Regions from separate parts of the Mus musculus genome. Here regions 2 and 3 are each linked to region 1. A link is a contact called in public Hi-C data. All regions are on one chromosome and are shown on one strand. Each heading gives the region's core, a stretch centred on a gene start, on an enhancer-like site or on the middle of the called end of the contact. The rest is flanking DNA. Distances are from core to core; before and after follow the strand shown. Region 1 overlaps Fbxl7 (F-box and leucine-rich repeat protein 7). Region 2 overlaps Zfp622 (zinc finger protein 622). Region 3 has its middle 160 kb from the start of Gm23903.

What was found. A called contact is a pair of places that touch in the nucleus more often than the background predicts.
Region 2: a contact with region 1 is called in a Hi-C map of the N1E-115 cell line, with 33 times the contacts expected there. The contact joins two enhancer-like sites. A contact is called at or near these places in 1 of 39 promoter capture datasets (hippocampal neurons), 17 of 484 Hi-C or Micro-C datasets (the AtT-20 cell line, the C2C12 cell line, the N1E-115 cell line and 10 more) and 2 of 115 datasets of contacts at active chromatin or transcription factors (astrocytes and embryonic forebrain).
Region 3: a contact with region 1 is called in a Hi-C map of the N1E-115 cell line, with 5 times the contacts expected there. The contact joins two enhancer-like sites. A contact is called at or near these places in 1 of 39 promoter capture datasets (hippocampal neurons), 1 of 15 datasets of contacts at CTCF or cohesin (stem cell-derived epiblast-like cells), 40 of 484 Hi-C or Micro-C datasets (the AtT-20 cell line, the N1E-115 cell line, Sertoli cells and 23 more) and 4 of 115 datasets of contacts at active chromatin or transcription factors (astrocytes, embryonic basal ganglia, epiblast stem cells and 1 more).

Annotation. Positions count from the first base shown.
Region 1 is chr15:26,618,281-26,622,266 of GRCm38.p6, forward strand. The region is part of intron 2 of Fbxl7 (F-box and leucine-rich repeat protein 7); the gene reads right to left. Among named protein-coding and RNA genes, the nearest start is that of Gm52205, 45 kb to the right of the region's middle. Within about 2 kb of position 2,176, at least 9 of the 459 cell types and tissues checked have an H3K27ac peak or open chromatin away from gene starts, as enhancers often do. A contact at or near this core is called in the N1E-115 cell line, where this site is marked.
Region 2 is chr15:25,993,951-25,997,936 of GRCm38.p6, forward strand. Zfp622 (zinc finger protein 622) reads left to right here. Exons shown (of 6, transcript NM_144523.3): 5 at 2,156-2,299; 6 at 3,217-3,986. The coding sequence ends at 3,344. Among named protein-coding and RNA genes, the nearest start is that of Zfp622, 12 kb to the left of the region's middle. Within about 2 kb of position 1,956, at least 1 of the 459 cell types and tissues checked has an H3K27ac peak or open chromatin away from gene starts, as enhancers often do. A contact at or near this core is called in the N1E-115 cell line, where this site is marked.
Region 3 is chr15:27,222,097-27,226,082 of GRCm38.p6, forward strand. No RefSeq gene overlaps it. Among named protein-coding and RNA genes, the nearest start is that of Gm23903, 160 kb to the left of the region's middle. Within about 2 kb of position 2,030, at least 8 of the 459 cell types and tissues checked have an H3K27ac peak or open chromatin away from gene starts, as enhancers often do. A contact at or near this core is called in the N1E-115 cell line, where this site is marked.

The DNA.
Region 1 (3,986 bases), core at 926-3,425:
GTAGTTCATGTCTTCAAGATGCTGACTTGTAGTATAATTTCAAGATGCTCCCCAGGGAGGCTTACATTATGAACTATAGAGGTCTCACAGCCCTCACGCTCACACAGCACTAGAAAAATCAGGAAGCATAAACGGTTGGGATTGTCTCTTCAACAGAAGGAATTTAGACCTGTTTTCACCTGGAAATTTGGGAGTGGATGTAGTTAATAACCTAGCGATCTTTGCTATCTGGAGGGTCAGACTTCACTCCAACCCCCAAAACTATTATCTTTATTCCAGACTCTTGCCAGACTCAGTCAACAGAACACATTCTTAGAAAAAGGATCCCGTGTACTTTGCCAAAGAGTTTACTATTATGCGGATACCAAACCTTCCCACCTCCCTACATCTTTATAATGAGCTCTGTCTCTTAGTCAGGAGAACCCATCCTTATGGAAGAGGTGGCATGCATTTTGAAAAAGACATGTATGTACTTTGCACAGGAGACATATACTTTGTGTGTCATCATGCCTTAAGCTTTATTATAATAACTGTCACCAGGAAACTTTTTTCCAAAGTTGCATGTGTTTAAATATGTCTAAAATATACTGCCTTGGCTCTGAATCTAGAAGTTGGAACCAACACCAGCTAACTATGTCACGTTGAACTGGATTTCCTTCTAGCCTCATGCAGATTGTTACCCTGCCAGCCGTGGCTTTTGCAGGAAACCCCACAATGAACTTCAGGCAGAGTGCAGTCAGCACTGGCTCAGGAATATGCAGGAGCTAAGCATATATTTGACCTCACTTCCAACATGATAGTTGATAGCTGCTGAGCCTTTACCCCCCCCCCCCCAGGTCTATTGCAAGAGGCAATGATAAGCAGCAAAGGCACCTCTCATAGATTCTAATTGTATAGCGTACGTTGTTAGACGGAATGGCTTTTGTATATTTGCACTTCACATCTTTAATAGTTTAGATAAAAGATCCAGGACACCTTAGTAGAAAATGAGAGAGTGTGGGTGAAAGCGTCCCCTGTGGAGCTGGATGCATTCAGATTCAGAAATGGCACCATCCACAGTAAAATTTCACAGCTCCAGGTTCTACACGGGGAATTGAAAAGCCTTTGCATTTCTATGCTAACTGGCCAGTCTTCTTCCCCGAGAAGCACATGGCCTCCGTCTGTTGGCGCGAAGCCAGTGGAAGCCTCAGACAGTCCTAAATAAATAAACTGCAAAGCTGCCCGTGTGATGAGCTGTAGGGTCTGTTTGGTATTTTAAAACAAAATAGGTGGTGGTTTTTAATGGATTGAGACTTTATATCTCCTATAAAGTCTTATTTTTTTTTTCAACTAATAAACATGACTTTGCTGGGCTAAACTCAAGAAATATATTTATGGAGGAATTCCAAGCTTTTTTGGTGTCTAGTAATCACACAGAAATAAGAGTAACTACAATAGTTCTATGAATATAATTACTTGTTCAGAGGCCGCATTAACAAGCATAACAAGAAAATAAATTTTGAAAGCTGGACTTTTAAGTCACCCAACATAGCTTATAGGTTTTCTTAAATAAATGCCAAGATAATTAAGTTACTTCTAAAATCTGACTGTTTATTATTTATTTTGGCTTAAAATAAAAAAAAACAGAAAGTTTATGCTATCTCATATTCCCCAAATTAATATATTTGATTTACTCACATAAAAACATATAATAATGAATTAGGTTCAAATCTGAACTTCACAGACTGGGCTGGAAACTCTTTTAGCGTCTCAAAATTTTGCTGTCATGTTTGTGAAAAGACTCTTCTGGCAATTTTTAAACTGTCTTTAAGTTTATGGATATTTATGACTCAGGGAAGAAATCTCCACAAAATACTGAGAAAATCCCGAAAGTATTCAATATTATTCCCTGTGAAAAAAAAGTATCTTTTTTTTCCCCTTCACCAGTCAGTGGGTGAGGCTTGGTTACTGAGGCCCCAGAGCGGTGCTTCCGAAATCTGAGGACGTTTATTTCATTGCATAGAGTGTTCTTCTTTGAGATTTACTTAGCTTTTAAATGGCGGATCTCAGTCACAGAAACTATTTTACCTTCTTACAAAGGACAAAGCCTTATGTTTTCCATCCTGAGTTTTCTGTGGAAACGCACATGCCATACAGTTGCTCAGAACAGCAGAGGGCACCAACATCCCAAGCAAACAAACAAAGGCAAACCTTGGCATCCAACTCAGGGTCAGGCCGTCCCCGGGAAGCATTCTGGAGAAGGAGCCGCAGCTGGGTAAGAATTACATATTTTCAAAATACATTTGGGGGAATGAAAATGGTTTATGCTTATTTTCAGTGCTGTTTTCACACCAAGGCAATGAATCCTCATCCTTTGGCTTTTATTAGAACATTTCATTCACTTGGAGAGTCTAGGAGATGGGGAGAATGCTGGCCTGGACCATATGCAGAATAGGTGCTTCGGGGAGAAGGAAGACATTTTTCTGATATAATAGGAAACATTGATGATAAGTGGTAGGGCATCAGATGCCTGGGTGTGTAGACTTTGATCACTTGTGATGCTCTCCAAAGAGACATGTACATTACCCGAGAGCACAGGGCTCCGACAGAGGGAAGGAAAGTCTGGGCCAACTGTGAGAAAAGTTATGAAAGCCAATAGAACACTCCTCACATGAGTGAGATACCTGGAGAAGTCTTCAAGCAGCAGCACCCGAGCTTCACCAGAGTTAGGTTTCTGAATGTAGTGAAAGGCTGGAGATGATGACGAAGAACCTCCCATTCTAGCGCATTGACTACACCTGCCGTTATGTCAAATTGCAGCGAGTACTAGTCTCCTACCAGGAAGTAAGTACGAGATTACATACGCTCTTGAAACACAGGCCCATTATTTTCAAATGAAAGGTTGCAGAGACCATGATGAGCTCAGAGGTCTGTGATTGAGAGAAACTAATGATCATAATTGTACAAGTAAGTACAAGGATGATGAAAGAATTCACTAATGACTCTTTCCTGTTGACACATCTTGGACTCAGTGGAGTGTGGAGCTACAACCTACACGTGTCCGTTCATCTGGACATGGACAAAGACACCCACTGGCATGCTCCAAAAGTAGGAAAATGGCTTAGATGCGAACTAGCATTTCTTCAGAGACTTGTCTAGTTATGATTACACGAAGCAAGGGAAAGTCCTGAGGCTGAATCTCCTGTTTGATTAGAGTCTCTCATTTATCAGCTTTGCAGCCCTGGGAAACTTTTTCATCAGATACCCTATGTGGTCTCTGCAGCAGTAAATCAGCAGGAAACTTGCTTTTGGCACCTTTCTCCTGTATCAGAAATGGATGGTGGGACCTAGAGTTGATGTTAACAAATTCACTGCATTAATTACTAAACACGTACATTTGGGAAGCCATGTTCTGTCTCTGAGTTTACTTTCCTCATCTATAAAATTAGAGCAAATTAGGGTTGTTGTGACAGACACGTGAGTTCACGCACATGCACAATGGTCAGAACATGGAGCCTCAGTGGTGCCTGGCATGCACTGTGTACATGTTAGTCTGATGTTTCTATATATGCAGTGTCTATTAACACTGTACTGAGCGTTATATATAAGAGCATTATTAACCAGAGTAAGGATGTTATTTAGTAATAAAAAAGATGAAATGCTGATTTTGCTATGTGCAATAACTAACATGCCAGATCCCACTGGAGAATGGAATGGAAAGATAACTGGAATTCTGAAGCCAGGACCTCCAGGAGTTCCTAGTGAGCAAAACCCAGTTAAGCTGCCTTCACAAAGCAAACATGCCATCCTCATTGCCTGGGCCAGTGCTCTACCTTCTAGAGGGTATTTATTGCTTTGTTAAAGGCTGGCAGTTAAGGCACTTGATAGCCAAAGGCAGCCCCCTCTTCACCCTCCGGAGTAGAAGTAGCTGGGTCTCTGCAGGACTTTGAAAGTGAGAGATCAGAAAGGAGTGACTTCAGACACTGAGGTAAGGGGAAGAGACGTGT
Region 2 (3,986 bases), core at 706-3,205, 620 kb before region 1:
ACTGACAGCAAGAATAGCCCACTTCTCTTCTACCAGCTCTCAGAAGCTGTAAGATACTCTTCCAAATGGTGCTTACAAATATACATGTTGACTTACTGTTTACTAATTACTAACTTCATCATTTCCTCATTTAGGGATAATCATCCTTGCAGATCTGTACCACCCTGGCCTACCATTGTAATTTGAAATCCCAGTAAATCTTGAGGTTTGCTGATAGGACCTTCACTTAGATATGTGTCTTTTCCCTATTAGATTTATCTCACATGGATGTTCAGAGATCATGTTTCCCTGAGTTGAACCACAGGTACAAACCAAGGTCTTGCCATGAAAATGTCCAACACATCAAATAGCTGGTTCTAGAGAGATACCTTTTATCTATCCATACTGGTATCCAAAGACCACAAGATTAAATTGGAAGTTTCTTTTTGTCAAGACCTGAGTCTGATCACAAAACATCACATTTGGGTGACAAGGAAATACTTTCCAAGCATACAGGAGCTCATAAATAACTTGACACTCTTTTCCATGTCAGTTACAGGCGTAGATGTTAAAAGCAAATATAGCCTTCTACAGCTTATGTGATAAACTATTCATATTTGCTTATTTGTCAATTGTTTTATTTACATAAGTTGAAAACTACTCTGGGTACTATACCCAGGGTTTTACCCTTATGTGTTTCTATTTGGAAAGGTATTTGATTGCTTATATCTTAATTAATATTCATCTAAAAAACATAGCCTGCTTTTATTAGTAAACCCACAGGTGATGTTGATGCCACTGGCCTAGGGACCAATCTCTTAGGATAGTATGGGAGAATTACCTTTTGAAAACCATTTTTCTGGTGGAGCCTAGAATTAGCCATCCCAGACAGAGCTTAACATATTTATTAGTTTCCCTGCTCAGAAGTCAAGCCATATGATTTGGTTACTTCTCTATAAATGGCCAGAAAGCAATGATTTTGTGTACCATTCTGTCTTTGTGTACCATTCTGTCTCTAGTAATTGTTTAGATCTGCTTTGTAGCTCAAAAGTCAGTAGAGATGTAGGTGAGTGTGGCTGTGTTCCATTAAAATTTACAGACTAGTGGAGTGGATTTCAGACCTCTAACAGACAGACTTATACTTATAGGAACCTCAAATTGTTCATCTAGTAAATAACTTTACTTATGGGTTTTATTAGTGTAATTAGAGAAGTTGCAGACTTTACATTGCCCCTTAGTTTTCGTAATTTGAAATGTATATTCTCTTTTCTTTGTTTTGAAATTGTATTTACTATGGTTGTGAGTGGGTGGCGGGTATTTGTGTGCATATGCCATAGTACATATGGGAAGGCTAGAGGTAACTCTGTGGGCTTGATTCTCTATCCACCTTAATGTGCTTTCTGGGAATTGAACTCAGATTGCCAGGTCAGCACAGCTTACCCAGCTCTCTGGCCCTCTTTCCTTTTTGCTTAGTGTATTGCACTATTAATGGTAAGCCTGTGCATTGGTGTATACAACCATATTCGTAATGACATCAACATATATTGGAAATTAAAGTTAAGAATTCATTTCTCAAAGTTTTTTTGTTTCACTTGATTTCTGCAAATAACCACAGGTTTAAAGAGAATTTAGCTTAATCTTTTTGAGATATCACGTGGTTTTTCATCATTTAGGAAGGAGTGTATCAGCTTTGTCAATGTAGCTAAATAATACTTTGATGTTGTTAATCTGCCTGTGCATTTTAATATGTGCAGTAGCATCTCTGTCCTTCAGCCACTAGATGCCAGTATTACTCCATTTGTAACAATAAAGACATCTACAGTAGGTATCAGATTTCCCTGTGTGGTAAAATTTACTCCTGTTGGAAGACGACTGGAAGAGAAAACTGAACCAGAAAAAAGATGGTTTCATTTTTGTTCTGGTTCAGTTTTCCCAATATGGCTTGTAGACCTGATGTCAGAGTTATTCCCTGCTTCATCTTCTTTCTCTTGGGGCTTTTTAGCCTTTATATATTTTCCTAATATTGGTCTGTTTTTCCTGTAGTGTATTCCTGCTTATTTCTGTTTTCCTACTAGGATTCCTAAGGCTTGGTGCCATTCAAGATCTTTTGGGAAGCCTTTGGTTTATAACTCTGACTTGAAAGACCAGTGTTTAAATATTGCTCTTCTCAAAACAGGTGCCAGAGTGGGTCATCGCTCCTTGATGAGATACTACAAACAGCGATTTGGCTTGCCAAGAGCTGTGACAGTTGCTAGGAATCAAAAGGCTGTGGGCAGAGTTCTCCAGCAATACCGAGCCCTGGGGTGGATGGGCAGCACAGGTACACCATTCTTATATGCATGGATTTCGTGGGCGCTTGGGTGACAGGTTATCATTCGTGCTGTCCGTCTGACTCCTTTCCAGGGGAAGCTTGAGTCTTACTTCTGGGACTCCCATTATCTCAGGATACTTAGAACACTTAAGTCCAAGACTCCATGACTTAAAAAATTAATATTCCTGGTCTAGTAACTTAGTATGCATCATGAACCTTTCCAGAAGATAATATCTATAAAAAATCTTATAAATTACATGCAGAAATTATCTGGAGATAACTCAGAAATTAAATAGTACCTTAGTGGAGCTGTGGCGCCTAACATGGCATATGTAGTTTCACATTCTAATCTCACGTCATGAACATTATTAAATTTCACTTCTGCTTGCTCATTTGTGCAAGGGAAATGATTAAGAGGACCCACCTTAGAGTTGAGAGGCTTGTCTGACACAATGCATGTGTGAGGTAGTGCACTTACTACAGGTAGCCCAGCCCCCTTTGGCAGTTTTTCCCAATAGAAGTAGATTGCAATGAGTAAATCTGACAGCTGAAGTTATTAAGCTTTGAAACTACAATGTGCTGTTATTTAACTCTCATAGTGTGCTGTGCAAAACTGTCTTCTCTGCTCTTCTGGGAAATAAAGTCCAAATGGAGGTAGTGAAGATAATTTGCTCCTTTCTGATGTCCCAGAAAGCCTAGAGCCTAAAAACGTAGCAAACATCACTGTTTACAAAGTTCTGATATGCACAGTTCTTAGATGCACGTAGATCTCTGAGCCCCATTGCTTGGAATCCCCACATTAGATTCTGTCTTTAAATATCAGAACCCACTTATCCTAAGCCAACTTTGGGAATTCTAAGATTTGACTTCCTCTGTTAGTAAATAAGAGATCAGAGCCTCATTGCTTACCATCCTCCCAACCACAGGAGCAGCTCTCATGCGTGAACGGGACATGCAATATGTGCAGAGGATGAAATCAAAATGGATGCTGAAGATAGGAATGAAGAACAACGCCACCAAGCAGATGCACTTCAGGGCCCAAGTGAGGTTCTGAGAGGCTGAAACAGATGCATCTCCCGCTGCACTTCCCTCCTTGTCTGAGGACAGGGAAGCCAGATTGCCGAATGGTTCCTTTGCTGCTACTTCATTTGTTCTGATCTAATAAAGTCAAAATCATGGTTGTCTTCAATGTCGTATTTGAGCAGTGTTTAAAGCTTTCAAGTGGGGACGGATGTGAAGCTTGGGCTTGCTTGTTGGGCTCCAGGACCTGCATGACCTCCTGACAGTTGCTTTCCTGCCTCAGCTTTCAGATGCTTTCTGGCTGTCAGCATAAGGTGGGAAACGCAAGCGATTTGTCTAGTCCAAAATTAGTTTAAAATTTGGAATAACTCATTACTTCTTGTCTAAGGGACCTTCGTCAGGGGCTTTGAGGATTATATAAGAGCAAAACTGAATGTCACTTGTGAATGTATGTGGCTTAGGAAGTTGCCCATGTCTCTGGGTGTGTTGATAAAATGCAGAAAAGAACAGAACATGTTAAGGGCTTGGTATGCAGGGTTTTTATTTCCAAATAAGAACGAAGAATGACTGCCAGCTTTTAAGTAGTTTTTAGGACTGCCTCACAGTTAAATCTCTGAAGAGATTCTTAATTTAGGTTGCTTAGGAGAAGGCACTAATAATACCCTGGCAGGGAAGC
Region 3 (3,986 bases), core at 780-3,279, 600 kb after region 1:
TTCCTGTTAGAAAATACACAGATGAGCCAAACTAAGTATGTTAAAAGAACCCCAGCCTGCAAAATTAAATGCTATCTTAATCAGAGTTAATATTATAGTATTGAAACACCATGACCAAAGCAAGTTGCGAGGAAGAGATTTATTTCACTCACAGTTCTGTATAACCATTCATCATCAAAAGCGGTGAGGGTGGGAACTCAAGTAGGATAGGAACCTGGAGTCAAGACCTGATGCAGAGACCATGTAGGGGAGCTGTTTATTCAGTTGCTCCCCCTGGCTTTCTCTACCTGCATTCTTACAGAACCTAAGACCACCAGGCCAGGGCTGGCCCCTCACATTGTGGATGGACTCTCCCCCATGAATCAGTAACTTAAATTAAATAATGTAAAAAATGCCCTACATGTTTGCCTGCAGCAGGGGCTTATTGAGGCATTTTTAAACTGAAATTCCACCCTCTCAGAATATTTTGTGTCTACCTGACATAAAACTAGGCAGTACAAATGTTCACCCTCAGATATCAATCCTTTTTTATCTTACACCTCTAAGACCAAGGGCCTGCATAAATGTTGCAACTTCAATGTGCAGTTACTTTTCAACTGATGCATTCAAGAAATTGTGCATGCTCACATGTGTGTTCACATGCGTGCACGTGTACACACACACACACACACACACGCTGGTCTAGCCATCTCAAGGCTAATGATGAGTACAAGAAATCCTGATCCAAGGCACCCACTGAAATGCTTCTTTCAAGTATCTTACATTTAAGGGACATCTTTAATCTATCAGCATAATTTCTAGCATAAGAATAAATTTTTCTTAATACTTGATATTAAATATTAATAATCTAGATCTAGCTATAAGGTACACTGAGGCTAACAGAAAGTAGGGAAATGTGCAAAGTCTCTGTCTGGACACCTGTCCCTCCAGAGACCCAAGCACACTTGACAGCTTGACTGCGGGGACTGTTTATTATTCCCTTTGTTTTGGTTAAATAGAATTTCACCAGAGCTGAAATATATGGTACTCTTTGAATGGTGGGAGGAAATAGGGGGGAAAGAGAGCATTAAAAAATCAGCTAAGTTGAAAGCTGTAAAGATCTTGGTGACACTATTGGTAGAAATGTAAATTAGTGTGCCCATTATAGAAAAACCTGGAAACTACTGTTAGATCCAGCAAACCTACTACTAGGTATAGAATCAGCATATGTAAAAATTTGACAGTAAAATTATGCATTCTCTCACATATTTATTATAGTGCTGTTTATAATTCCCTGTAGCAGGTAAATGGTTTTAAAGTGTATCATACTCACAGAGTGGAAAAGATTGAAATCATTTATGGCAATGCAGGTGCAACTTGAGAACATAGTGTTGAGTGAAAAATGTCAGAGACCAAAACACAAATAGAGCACCTCCTTTCTTGGTTGTGGAGACTAAAGTATGAACTTTTAGATGTACAGAATAGTGGCCACCAGTGATAAAGAAAGATAGGGAGCAGGGCACACAGGAAGGTGGGGCTTTTAGGGTACTGGGTAGGACATATGTGCATAACTAATATTGACTGGTAATTAGAATAATAACTTTCAAAGACCTCGGTGGGGAATCTGATCAACCTGACACCCTTTTCTGTGAAACAGAACTATGAGCGCATCATCTGCCCTTTGCTAAAACGCCAAACCTCAAACAGCTGTATGCTGGGCTTTGTCAGTGATGACATCACACTAAAGAGCTCCCACTCTGCAGAGCATAATGCAACAGCTCAGAATGAAGCTTTAACTATGGCTAATGTTATTAAGATTCCTTAATTTTTGCAATTCAGTGTGCTTTTTAGAAAGTCTTACAAGACTATCAGCCTAACTTAGGAGAGCAACAGGGCTCTATAAGGAAAAACAGATATTCCAATTTATTAATACAGAATTTTCCAGCAAATATTTTTCACATGCATTCGAGGTTCCAAACGCAGTAAAAGACCTGTCTAGTTTCACTCAGTTCTATCATTTAGTAATAACTGTGAAACTGTGCGTTGCCTAGCAACTGACCTGCATTATTTCAACCAGAACAGAAAGGATCCGTCCTTTGGGGCTCAGAGAGAAAGATACTGTTCTGAAATGAAAAATAGGAAGTGTAACAAACTCTTAAAATGATGCCCTTTTCTTGTAAATGTTCACAAGATAGAAAGAAAAATGGGCATCCGAGCAAAAGGGAGACGACAGAGTGCAGAATCCTGCTGTGTAATTAGTGAATCCAGTAAGCACATGGAAGCTCCTGACCTCTACCTGCAACCACGCCTGTGCAAGCTCGGCGTTCCTTTTACGCGGTGCTCTTGAAGGACTTCTGTCTCCCTATCTTCCTCTGTGATGCCATCAACATTGCCAGTGTTAAGTTCTACTGCATTCTACTTCTGATGTAACAGGAAACAATGTTTTAAAAAATGAAAACACTTTGTGGGAGTGAACAAAGCAGGAAACATTCTAAATGTCTTACTCTCTGTGCGAAGAAAGACTCCGCCTCTTTGGTGAAGCTCTACCAATGGGAGGAAAAGCAAATGAGCTTCATCCTATCAGATGGAAAAGCTTTACAATGGGGTGTGGCTGTTTCTCCTAGGAGAGTATGGATGCAGAAAGGTACTGTAATATCTGATGCTCTAGCGCTCCTTGTATGACCACACCACCAGCTCTGGATAAGTGGCAAAAAATGGTAAGTGGGAATCTGAGCTCTGTGACTCCCACTCCTGTTTCCAGCGTTTGACTTTTCCTGATCTCACCCAGTTATTTCTACATGATAGTTGCTATAGGATAAAATGGCAAATTAGAAAAGAACGCCCTGACCTAGACTTGACCCCAAGACCAGGACCAGGGACAAGAAACAGAATTTCACCAATCCTATATGGATTTCTTGCCTTCTGCTTAGTTCCCTGCTGATTCTCACCCAAGCAGAGGCAGCCACCCTCCTGGGATTTTCCCCTCTTAATAAATCTCTTAGGTGAGGCTTATTGTGGCGTATGACTTTGTAGCACATTTTGCCTCCAAATTGCCAGGAGTAGAACTATAACACTTTCTGCTGGGTAAACACTACCCCTGTGGAGCAGAGCTGTAACACTGGATGGGGAAATGTTCCTGTCACACTTGCATTGGAGAAACCCCCTGCAACGGTGGGAGCACAGTTGTTAACACTTCTATAGGGGAAGCCTTGCCCTTCAGAGCTGCAACACTTATAGTTACTACTCAATCTCCAGAGACATTTTGTCTAAGACACCACCCGTGGATACCAAAATCCAAAGATGGATGACTCTCTTATATAAAAAGGTGACATTTTCATATAATCTATGCAGTCTTATGTACTTTAAATAAGTCTTTAGACTATTTATCATAAGTGATACAATGTAAAGGCTATGTAAATGGTTATACTATATTATACTACATTCCTTAGGAAATAAAAATTGTCTATACATGCTCAGTATAGTACAACTATTATAGGTTTAATTGCATGGTACACATTAGAAATAATGTGAGTTCCAAGACATGGCTTGGGTCTTCAATCCAATCAGAGAGTGATTGATTACACCTGAAGTGTTTGTATTGCATCAATCTATCTTGCAAACAGGTTATTGGTTATATAAGACCAATTACTTATATATGAGTAATAAATACTAACTCCTTTTCATCTTACCATTTGATACTTCCTATCTTAGAGATCTGACTCTATCAGAATACAGAAATTGATGTCCAGTGTAGGTACATTATTGGGCTTCATGTTGTCTCTTGATAGTTTCCAATGAGTTACAGTAAAAAACAAACAAACAAACAAAACAAAAAAAAACCCTAAAAACCAGATTTCTAATTGGACTTAAGACCCACTCAACAAGAAGGATATACCATGCTTAGTACTGAAAACCTGGATAATTATTCAGTACTAGTGAAAGTATTGTTGGAAGAGAATCTACAGCTACTAATTTACTAAACCAATATAATCTCTAAAAAAAAATCT